Regions from separate parts of the Mus musculus genome. Here region 2 is linked to region 1. A link is a contact called in public promoter capture Hi-C data. All regions are on one chromosome and are shown on one strand. The core of a region is the stretch at or near the end of the contact, and the rest is flanking DNA. Distances in the headings are between cores, read along the strand shown. Region 1 holds the start of Pxk (PX domain containing serine/threonine kinase). Region 2 holds the start of Ero1a (endoplasmic reticulum oxidoreductase 1 alpha).

Region 1 (5,796 bases), core at 1,747-4,246:
GTAACCCCAGCATTCAGAAGGTGAAACAGGAAGACCAGGGTTCGAGGCCAGACCCAGCTACATCAAAAATGAAAAAAGTTTGAGACAGCAAGATGGCTCAGCAAGAAGTTAAGGCACTTGCCTACAAGCATGAACTGAATTGGACCTGATCAGGCCTAGCAAAAGGAGAAAGCTGACTTCTCACTACCACACATTCACAGTAGCAGGCAAGCACCCTCTACATACACATGACATACATACATACATACATACATATAATAATATATACATATATAATTTATAAAACTTTGAGTGAGCTGGGTAAACACCCTGGATGGAATCTCTATTATTTCCAGGCCAGACAGAAATACATAGTACTGGATACATACATACACCTCAAAACAGAGAGGAAAAAAGTTTCAGTGACTTGGCCAAAGTCATGTGACTGACACACATGTTTCCAGACCTATAGTCAGCTTGACTCTTCAAACCAAAGGGCAACTGCTATATATGTTAGCATTCCTTCCAGGCTCTGCCCCAGTTACCTGGCAACAGCCAGGTAATGCCTTGCTTACTATAAAAGGGCTGTTTGGCCCCTCTGGCTCTCTTACTCTCTTATTCTCTCCCCATTCTCTCCCTGCCTCTTCTCTCTCTCTCCCATATTTCCCTCCCCCCCCCCCCGCCCCTCCCCAACACACAAGTGTTCCTGGACAGCCTTTCCGATTTTCTCTCTCCTTCTCCTCCTCTTCCCTTTCTCTCTGCCTTTCTTTGTCTCTACTCCCTTCTCAACTCCCCTCCTCATGCCCTAAATAAACTCTATTCCACAGTATATCTGTCATATGCCTGGTACCTCAGGGGAAAGGGGTGCCTCAGCAGGGGCCCACAGAGACACCCCCTTCCACCACACCAAACCGCCCACACTTCTACCAAACATATCCTGACTCTTTCTTCCTTTTTAAAAAAAAAAAACACAAGATACCCTCCATGTGTCTCTGTCCATAGCCAAGGAGTGACTTTCTAGAAAGCAGTATTTTGAAGGGTGCATCTTGACCTCTGAGATCTCCACAGCCAACACACTGTAGAGCCACCTTCCATCCACCCAAAGGAGAGCAATGCCTTTCTCTTCGCCCACACACCACTTTCAATAACTACTTCTTTCCAAAATAATTTCCAACTGTTCCTGTTTTCAAGGGACCTACTCGTAACTCATCAGCAGGCCAAGAAGTTTGTGTCAGTATCTGCTTTTTCTCAATAAAGTTTAGGGCTGAGGCAACATGCCTCAGTCGTCCACGTCACAGCTAAAACGGCAAGAGCACAGAACAGTCAAATGTTACGCAAGACGACACTCTGTATTCATTCCACGTCTGCCTCTCTGGGTCTCCTGTGAGTCACTGTCTTTTCTGTTCACTCATCATTATAAAAACTGCCAATTTTTTGCCCTAAAATTCCTTACACTTGTTTTAATGACGAGTTCTGGAGTGACTATGGAACCCATTACATCTCTCACCTCCACACTGACCTGTTAGCAGAAGCCAGGTTGTTCCGACTTTCACAACCATCTCTACACAAACAGGAAACGGGGCACAGTGAGGTTGCAATCCATTCACTGATCTGTTCAATCGACACATATGAGATGCTATCAGACAGAGACCCTCCTGTCAAAGCTTGGAAGAGAGGAAATTACAGAACCATCCTGGTGTCCATACTGCCTAGGGTAATAGCTACGCAGGAAGGAAGGCTTTCTAGAGGAAGTGGTCTCTGAGCATCCATCTCTTTAGTATTAAATAGACCTAAAACACCCTATGAGGTTATAAGACTTACTTGCCAGTAATCCAGTCAAAAAACATAATTTGAAAGAATTATTATTACCTTCCATAAACATGGCCTTAAATACTCACTTTGCAACAAATTACAAGCGCAACAAACTCATAGATTTTTGGTGCCTTTCATAAGTTTCTACAATAGGACTTAGGATGTTACCTACCATTGGGAGAAAAAGTGCATTTTTTAAAAAAAGACAGTCATTTCTCTAAGTGAGAATAAATGCTTTCAACAATCCTGACCTACAAAGCAAGGCTGTCGGAGAGGTAACAGGGCTCTAAAAAGTCCTGCTTTAATACATCAGAATGAAAGATCTCTTTGACTAGCGAAGAATTTGAACATACACACACAGAAACAGAGATAAACACACAGGGAACGTCAGAAACAAGAGACAGAGACAGCGAGATGGAAAAAGAGACGGCGAGACAAAGAGACAGAGACACAGAAGGCTTTTGTGGGGCTTTAGCCTCCAGATGATGAACCCCCAAACACTGCTTGATAAACAAGACTCTGGGCTGGAATCTGATTTGCTGGCCTGACAAAACATTACAATCTCAGGAATCCCAATCCCACCCCCACCCCATTCATCATTTCCTCGATCAAGTCCTAGAGGCTACAAGCTCCCCGGTTTTTACTGGTTCCTAGGGTTTACTGCTTGTAAATTACAAGACATAGAGCACCTTTCCAAAAGGAAAAAGGGGGGGAAGTACCGGCAAATGAAAGCAAGCGTGGCTTTAAAGCCCCATAAAAGACTGCATGTGGCAGAAATGAACTCGCCTGTGCGTACTACGAGCACCGAGGGCTCCCCTAAGCCACTCCAGGGGGTCTGGGATGCGCGGGCACGCCGCCCCGGCCGCGGCCCGGCAGGAGGGAGGCAGCGGGCTCACACACCTGCCCGGCTCCGGTGCCCGCGCCCTGCCGCGCCGCGCCGCCGTCCGGCCTTCGCCCGGCCCCCGCCCTCGGCCCCGGCCTCCCGCCCCAGCCGCGCACCGTGTGCGACTGCAGACTCTGGCTCGCCTCGACGGCCGCTGTCAGCGGCACCGTGTCGTCCAGCAGCACCTTGCCAGCCGGCGGCTTCTCCATGAAGGCCATCCCGGGCCGCCGCCGCCGCTGCCTCTGAAGCCGGGGCAGGAACCGGAGGCGCCGAGCCCCGCCACCCGCCGCGTCCCGCCGCCGCTGCTGTCAACGCGCACCGCCCCGCGCCCCGCGCGCCGCCGCCGCCCGCGGGTCCTAGCGCCGGTCGTCTCTGCCTGCCGGCTGTCAACACCAGTCTGCCCGACCTCGCTGGGTCCTAGCGCCGTTCTTCACGGCAGGGTAGGTGACTGCTATCGTCGTCCCATGGTTGCAGTCAGAGGCATTATGTCCCTTGCTCTCTTGGCGCCTCCTCGCCCCCGCAGCGTATACTCAGTACTGTGAGCTCCTGGCCTCGGGCGAGGAGCACAAAACTAAACCATTACCACCACATCTCGCACTGCTTCTCTGGACTCTAACAGAACTGAGCTTTTCAGATGAACCGTTCAGAAACTCAGGCTGGTAGATTTGAGACCCTACTGCTCCTAATCACACTTTCCTGCCCAAGGACCTTAGGACTCAGGATATAACAAAAAACAACTTCAGGGTGGCTTCTCAGTCTGAGTTTATAGACCAAACTTTGTAAACCAAATCTGGATTCATGTTTTAAACCTGGATCTTCAGGAGAACCTAGGTGCCACACTCTCATAACTGGATCCCACGGGGTTTAGTTCCTAATCTTTAAACAATAAGCTTTAAGACAGAGGTGGAAAAATAAAATAAAATAACTGATGCAAAGATTTCCCTGCTTGTATGCTTGGTCCTAGCTCACAGTTGAGCTTTAAAGTCTTTGAAACCAAAGAACACTCAGATCTCTTAGACGGTGAGAATATTTGGTCGGTCCTAGAACAGGCTCCAAGAACCTCAAACTCAGAACTATCAAACTTGATGATCAACTTGTCAGTACCAAATCTACCCTGCTCACCTTAACCCAAGACCACAGCCTTCCAGGATAATAATGAAATTAAACTTAGATCAGATGACTAGGACCCTGTTGAGGGTCTGTGTGATCTTGAATAAGTCTCTCTCTCTCTTTCTCACACACACACACACACCACACACACCCTGAGACCTCACTCTTCCATTGGCAAAACTAAGTAAATGCCATGTAGAATGTGTAATAGGAATGCAATTGGACAGGAAGGAACTTTGCACATATTTAAAATCTCAAACAATATGCATTCCATCCTGACAATTCACAGAACAGAGATTTATTTCTGCTTGTTTCCACTGAATTTCTATTATTTTATTCATAGAAACCAAGCTTCTTTGTGCATCCATCACCACTGCGATGACATCATAGCAAAGGTCTAGATTGCTCTTGACGGTTATTCTCTTCAGAGTTCAGGCTTAGAGATTGCTGGGCAACCCCAAGGAGCCAAGTGACACCAGAGTGCCTTCAGGGGCCAATGCTCAGAGGAGACCTGGGGATCTTCTTAATTTAGCCCTAAATCAATGAGACCTCTTCTTGCATCTCATTTTTATTCCTATGTGCTTTAGAGCAGTAATCCACTAAAGCCAAACCATGTGTCACTTTAGGACGGTTCCACTCCTTTCCTCCATTGCTTTGTTTAAGGACAGGGAGTATTTAATTGTCAGAGGAACAGAAACACAAAGTCTGCATTATTACTCTGGTCATGGTGGGGATCCATCAAGGCAAGGCCATGTTCATATTTCGTTGGTGGGAATATAAAGTGGCCTAACCCTTATGGAAGGCATTAAGTCACTCAGTGAGTATTTACTGATTTACTGAGAACCTACCATGTAATAAGCTGAGTGGTTGTGCTGGGATTTAATAATGCATATGAAAGGCTTGACCACATCTCACCTTGAGACTGCGATTCTATCTCTAAGAGGGCTATACTTAAGAAAGCAATGAGAGCTTCACACAGACGTATACCATGTAAAGACAAGCACTTAATCCCCAGTATAAGATTATACAATCATGGGCTGGAGAAATGGCTCAGCAGTTAAGAGCACTGACTGCTCTTCCAGAGGTCCTGAGTTCAATTTTCAGCAACCACATGGTAGTTCACAACCATCAGTAATGGGATCCGATGCCCTCTTCTGGTGTGTTTGGAGACAGCAACAGTGTACTTAGTGAATAGTACATGGATAAAGTACTGTGGAAGGGGAACAGGAGATGCGTATGGAGTGGGTGAAGGTGGAAAGGAGTGGTTTGGAAGAGGACTGCTATGAGAAAGGAAAAAAAATCAAGTTTGACCCAAGAACTAGGCAATATGCTGCCTTCACAAAGCTGAGGCGGGTCAGGGCTCTGGTGCTCGTTCTGAGCTACTCCTCAGGTCTGCAGCAGCTCCAGGGGGAATCAGAAGCCTGGCTTCGCTTTGCTTCAGCTTCCTCACCTGAGGCATGGAGACTGGGACAGCTTCAGGCAGGATTATCTATCGAGGGCCCTGAATTGCACTGATGCCTGAGCCATTGGCTAAGAACAAACTGCAGGCTATTTCAAGGGCGTCGGCACAGCCTTTCCTAGAGAAGGGAATTGCAATGCTTTCCTCTCTGGAAGAGAAGGGAAGGGACTGAAAAGGAGTGGGAACGAAGACTGGAGTTGCACGCGGCACGAGATTTGACTTTGTGACTTGCCTGTCTTCTTTACCAGGAAAGGGAAACTGAAAGTGAGCAACATCTGATGGAAGCCAGGGACAGGGTCAGGGTTTCCTTCCTCTGGCTCTTTCCAGAAGCCCTTCAGGACAAACACTTTTGCTGGGCTCATCTCTTCCTACTTAACTCAGTGAGTTCCTTGCCCAACCTCCTGACAGATGGGCTTCAAGCCTCACACAACCTCAATATTCATTTGGCTTTTCTTCCTTCCTTTTTTTTTTTTTTTTTAATTGGAGTTCTGGCCTTGAACTCTTAAGAGACCTAGCGAGCCTCCTGCCTGAGCTTCTGGAGTGGCTGACTACA
Region 2 (6,216 bases), core at 1,773-4,272, about 37 Mb before region 1:
ATTTACATAGCAGTCAGCATTCTGTCAAGAAATTCTGTGTGCATCAAGTCTGTCATGATGTTGTTCTAGTATTAGAATAACAAACTTGTGATCTAGTTCATCTCCCAACAATTTAATGTTGCTGAACAAAGCTGTAACAGGAGGCTGGGCTTTCAGAATCAAGGACTGAACTTCGTATCCCCTGGGACTCTTGAAATTGTTACTGAATGACATGAAATATGTCCTAGGAAGGCATATTGAAGAAGAAATCTCACTCAGAAGACTGAACGAAAGGTCTTTTGGGAACTCTAGGGAAAGCTGGCACTTACCAGTTCACTCAGGTTACAGGCTCTTGCATCAGTGTAGCATCTTAAGCTGCACCAAGCTTGCTTCAGAAAGCTTCTACTTTACTCACTCAGTATTTCTCTTCCTTTGCTTTGTCTCTCAGTTGTGATGATAAGAGTGCTTAGTCATAAGAAAAGCTATTCATTCCCAAACAAAAACCTGGGAGTCTAAGGTATGTTCAGGATGGAGGCCATGTTTAAGCGGTTTTAAAAGTTTGCAATGCAGTGGTAGAAATACAAGGAAGAAAATGTTACCACAGATGTCATACAAATATTGACTGTGGAGAGGGCAAGTATCCATACAGTATACACATTTCAACTAGCTCAGATGTTCACACAATGATATTTATGGAAATGACCAGGCTGGTAACTCTATATTTAGTTTCTTGTGGAATCTCTGCTATTTCCCAAATATGATGTCCATAATTTTTTTCTAAATTCTTATTAAGACAAGGTCTTGCTATGTAGCCCCAACTGGATTCAAACTCATGATGATCCCCCTGTCTTAGTCTTTGTTTGTTTGTTTTTCTAGCTGGTTCTTACTGGGTAGCTCTGGCTGTCCTGGAACTCACTGCACATAGACCCAGGCTGTCCTGGAAAACACAGAGATCTGCCTGCCTCTGTTGGAGTTACACTATACCACTATGCCCAGCTTTATTAGCCAGGTAGTGTTGTTTGCCTAGTGGGTTTGTTGTCGTTTTTTTTTTTTCAAGATAGGAACTTGTTATATAGTCCTGAACTCTATATGTAGACCAGGCTGTCCCTAAACGTGTGCTGGGACTAACTACACTATGAGCCACCAAGCCTAGCCACTCATCTTTTTTATATTCCAAGGGGTCTGAGGAGGTCTCGGTGTGGCTCAGCACGAGGAGCACACTAAGCATCCATCAGTGGATGAACAAATAAGGAAGCACACCCTGAGTGTGTGTACCCTGACACAGAGTACTGTGTAGACTTATAAAGAAGGGCATGCGGTGACCTGGAACACAGCTGTAACTGCAGAACACCATGCTAAGTGGAATGAAGCCAAGAGCAGAGAGAGAAGTGCTGTGTGATCTCATTTGTGTGAAATTTAAAAAGCCAGTCTCATAGAATCTGTAGAAAAGTGGTAACCAGAGAAGGTTGGAGAGAGGAAAGTTGGTCCAAGGGCACAAAGGTACAGTTAGACTGGAAAAGTAAGTTTCGTTGACCCATGGTATTGCATGGAGGCTGTGGTTTATATACCGTGTACTTGGAAGCTACTAATAGACTGAAGATACTAATAGACTTATTTTTTTAAACATTCTTGTAAGAAAAAGTCAAGCTGGTGAGGTGATGGATATATTAGTGTGATTGAGTCTTCCTACAATGTACATATGGATTGAAAACATATCTTACACACAATTATTAGTGAACTAAAAATAAGACTGGAAGACTGGTTGTGGTGGCAACAGGTGTTTAATCTCAGGTCTAGGGAGGCAGAGGTGAATTGATTTCTGCCTGTTCGAGGCCAGCGTGGTCCACAGTGTAAGTTCCAGACCAGTCAGGAATACACAGTGAGACCCTTCATCAAAATAAAAATGCACTACCCCAAGCTAAACGAGACAACGAAGCCAAGAAAACTGACGACATTGTCAGTTTTATGGAGCCGATGCACCTGTGTACTTCCAAGGCCAAGCTCGGCATTGCAAAGTGAATTGAATGGAAACTTGCTTTTAATCTGGAACAGTGTGAAAAGAACACCAGCAAAAACACCTGTAACAGAGACACTATGATCTGGTTCTAGAAAAGGTAAGTATGAGCTGGAATATAGCTATCGTGAAGACAATATTAGCTTATAAGGCCATATTATCTTACTCTGTGTACAGTGCATGCTATAGATAACAGGCTAAGCAAGGCTTCTCACTGCCTGACTCCAGTTCTTAGCAACAGCTTTCCCCATTTCCACTTATGAAACGAGAGATTGAATAGTCTTTACCACATTGCTCTCTAGCTTGTGAAATATGCCTAATTCGCATAAAATACAGCAAAAAAGGAGTCAATTTTTTATGAACAAATCGGGACTACACATTGAGCTAATATCTTCTCTATGCTAGTTTAATAAAAACATGTTTTTATTATTATATTTAAACATTTATTTATAAAATAGAGCCTAACTCTATAGGGCAGGAAGTATGTAGCTCAAGCTGTCTTTGACATTGAGCAATCCTCTTGCCACAGTCTCTGGAGTGTTGGATTATAGGTGTAAGCCGCGGTGCACAGCCCTTTGGAAACCAATTTCACCTGTTCCCTTTGTAGGATGTAGGAAGGGAAAAACTAGAAAGCCACTGAATCGTGTGTACGGCCGTGCTCCCCGAGATGAACTCCAACATCCTTTTAAAAGGCTTAGGCAGCCAGAGCACGGCGGACACGTAACCCAGGCTCGGGATTTCCTAGTGTTGAGAAAGGATGGGCTGGCTGGCGTGAGCTCCGGGGCGGGGCGGGCAGGACGGCGCAGGCCCCGGGCAGTGTGGCTCGGGGGATACCCCGACCCCGGAAGGACCGCGTCTTTGCGCCGGACGAGCTGCAGGCCAGGTGTACCGGAGGCGGGTGCGTGAGCGGGGCGCGCAGGAAGGCGGCCGCCCGAGGCTCGCGTGGACAGAGGCGCGCGCCGCTGCACGTCCGCAGGGGAGGCGGGAGCGCGGAGGGCGCAGGGCGGAGCGCGGGGCGGGGCCGGCGCAGGCTACTTCAGCGGGCGCGCGGCCTGCGCCGGGGAGCCAAGCACGGCGGCGCGGGTAGAGGGCGGTGGGCGGCGAGCGGCGATGGGCCGCGCCTGGGGCTTGCTCGTTGGACTCCTGGGCGTCGTGTGGCTGCTGCGCTTGGGCCACGGCGAGGAGCGGCGGCCGGAGACAGCGGCACAGCGCTGCTTCTGCCAGGTGAGGCGCGCGGGCGGCCCAGGGGCTGCGCATCTCCGGGCGCCGGCGATCCTGATGCGCGGCCCGCACCGCGTTCCCGATCGCCCCGGGACGGGGCACCCTTCGATGGGCGTGGGCGCCTGGCCAGCTTGTCACACTGCTTCCTTGCATCCTGCCTTGGCTGCTCCGTGTCCACAGGACCGGGGGTTCTGAATGGACCCGGCACCTGGGCACCTCGTGCGAGCGGTGCCGGGGACGTCCCCAGCCTTTCTGTTCCCGATATGGACTCTTGGGGAGACTAGTTGTTCTTTAGGTCTTGTCGTTGTCAAGAGGTTGAATGACCTTGAGGGGCTCTTTGGGTGGCCTGATCTAACTGCCTGGTGTCTTTGCGGCTGTTGTTGTCCTGTGACTTCTCGGCCTGTGTATGGTGCACCTTGCCCCTGAAGCTTATTCTCGTATACTGACACTTCCTTTGCGGAATCCGAGGTAGGCCCTAGCTCTTCTGTATTCAAGTTTGATTATGAGCTGTGATTATTTACTTCTGTAGGAGATGTGGGTTCCGTGAGCAAAACATTCAAAGAATTTTATTTTCTTAGTGTAGCCTGTAAATTTTGTATGAGGCCGTTTAGGCTAGGCGCATTGAAATAACTGTGAATTTCATTTTGCTGTCTTAAGGAAATGCTAACAGCTTGGAAATACCCAGAAGTATCATATTCAGTCGATGTGCTAGTCTCTTAGTGCTTTCTTGTAAAGCCTGGAAGAACTCTCGAATATTAGCGGTTCCCCAGACTTTCTTCTGTTTAAAAGTGTATTAGATCATTTTATTACTGAGATACTTAATATGTAAATTGTATTGTTAAACAGACGTTCACGACCACACCTGGCGCTGGCCAGCACCCTTTCCCCCTCGACTTGTTCATTACTGTTCTTTACGATGTTTAAAATACAGGTTTGTTTTGTGGGTATGTATATTGTACCTGTGAATGTACGCATTGTAGGGGGTGCTTTTAGTCCACAGCTTGCAGGAACCTCTCCCCAACCACCACATGGGACACCGGGATCCACCTCGGGTCCTCAGGCAAATGACCAAGCATTGGCTTTCTTATAGCCCTATAAGCAGTGGCTCTTCTTATAGCCACCTTTTTGGTGGACTTCGATTTCTGAAATTACATCTATAAAAAAATGGAGGGATAGACAGCCAGGTCACTCGTGGGTCTTATTATTTGTGATCAGAAATACGTGTATGCTGCATATGATACTGTAAGATAAGCACTCGAGTGTCAGGAAGAAGGGGTGTTATCTGTTTCATCGCTTTAAACTTTTGGATTTTATTGTTTTGTTGAGTAATTTTGGAGCAGAAGTGAGTTGTTAGAAGTCCAGAAAAAGGCCATTTTTCTATTGATTACAAATTTAAGGTAAACAGTTTCAACATCTAAACACTTGAGATAGGAAGCTTTTAACTAGAGTGTTGAGAAAAGATACTAGGAGTTACACTTTCAAGTATGTTCTCTGGGTAATGGTATTCAAATACTGTTTGACTCTTCAACTTTGTTATACAACCAATCTTTTTGGATATTTACTTAAAATTGAGGAACTTTTAATTATTTTTGCATTTTCCCTTGGTTAGTAATAAGGGGTTTTTTTTGGTTTTTTTTTTTTTAGCTGTTGTCAAAATATCTTCAGATCAATCGATCCATCTATCTGTCAGTCTGTCTGTCTATCTGCCTATCTTTAGCCATTTTTAACATAGCCCTGGCTGTTCTGGAAATCACTGTGTAGTCTAGGCTGTCCTTGCCCTGACAGAGGTTTCACTGCCTCTGCCTCCTAAGTACTGTGATTAGAAGCAAGGGTCACCAGCCCAGCTCTTATTTGTTTTTTGGATTTATTTATTTTTATTTAATGTGTATTTGCCTGCATGTCTGCACCCCACATCCGTGAAGTGTCTGAGTAGGCCAGAAGAGGTTGTTGGATCCCACGGAACTATAGCGTGGGCCACCATGTGGGTGCTGGGAATAGAGCTCAGGTCCTGTGGAAGAGCAGTACTTGCTCTTACATACTGAGCTCTCTTCAGTCCGCAATAACCTCAGAGTTTCGAAACAGGGATTCTCACTCTGTAGGTCAAGGTGGCCTCCAACTTACAGAGCTCCTCCTCTGCCTCCAGAGAGCTTGGTTTAAAGGTGTGTCCCACAACCATCTAAGCCACTTTTTCTTTAAAGGAAGTTTCTGGTTTTCCTCTTCAGAGTCAACTTTGAGTAATAGCAAGATAGCCTGGAGCAGTGGTGTTTGTGTGTAACATCTGCAGACAGCTTGATCAGGGTCTTCTGGTCAGCCTGGGTTACATAGTGAGCTTCTTGTTTCCAAAGTATAGCCTAGCCAATGACAGAAATAGTCAAAATAGTCAGTTTGTTGTTGTTGTTGTTGTTGTTTTTGTTTTCTCCTTCCTGCTGTGGGTCTTTGTTACCATGTTTGCCTTGGGTTACCTCATCACCACCTACCTCCTGTTGTCACATGGGTATCTGGTTTGTAATGGGGTTCAGTTCATAGATGCTGTCTGGGTCAGAGCAGTCGGTGGCTGTTTGACCTTAGAAAGTCATTGCAACAAGTCCCTAGTGCTTGTTGAGATCAAAACTGAGTTAAAAAATGGTTTTCAAACCTAGCATTTGATTGGTGCTCAGCAGATGTTCGGGAGATTTCAGTGTAAGATGTTAGAAAAATTGAGCCAGCTGCTTGTTGGCATAGCTTGCTGGGATTGGGCTTTTTGATGGGGGATGGCTGTAATGAATCTTTGGGCTCGCTGAGGTACTACATAGATTGTGCTGGTTTCGAGTCCTTTTAACATGATCTTTCACTGTATGTTATAAATCATTAAAAAAAATTTTAGCTTTATGTCTATGAGTGTTTTGCCTACTTGTATGTATGTGTGCCATGTGAGCGCCAGGAGCCTCTGGAACTGGAGTTAGATAGTTGTGAGCTATGTGGAGGCTGCAAGAACAGCCACAGAGGCCTATTCCAACCCTTAC

The links. Promoter capture Hi-C pulls out the DNA fragments that hold promoters and counts their contacts.
Region 2: a contact with region 1 is called in a promoter capture Hi-C map of the HPC-7 cell line. The contact joins the promoter of Ero1a here to the promoter of Pxk in region 1. A contact is called at or near these places in 3 of 39 promoter capture datasets (the HPC-7 cell line, cranial neural crest and pre-B cells).

Annotation. Positions count from the first base shown.
Region 1 is chr14:8,095,411-8,101,206 of GRCm38.p6, reverse strand. It overlaps Pxk (PX domain containing serine/threonine kinase), which reads right to left and starts at 2,996. Exons shown (of 18, transcript NM_145458.4): 1 at 2,791-2,996. The coding sequence starts at 2,892.
Region 2 is chr14:45,315,378-45,321,593 of GRCm38.p6, reverse strand. Ero1a (endoplasmic reticulum oxidoreductase 1 alpha) reads left to right here and starts at 3,022. Exons shown (of 16, transcript NM_015774.3): 1 at 3,022-3,217. The coding sequence starts at 3,104.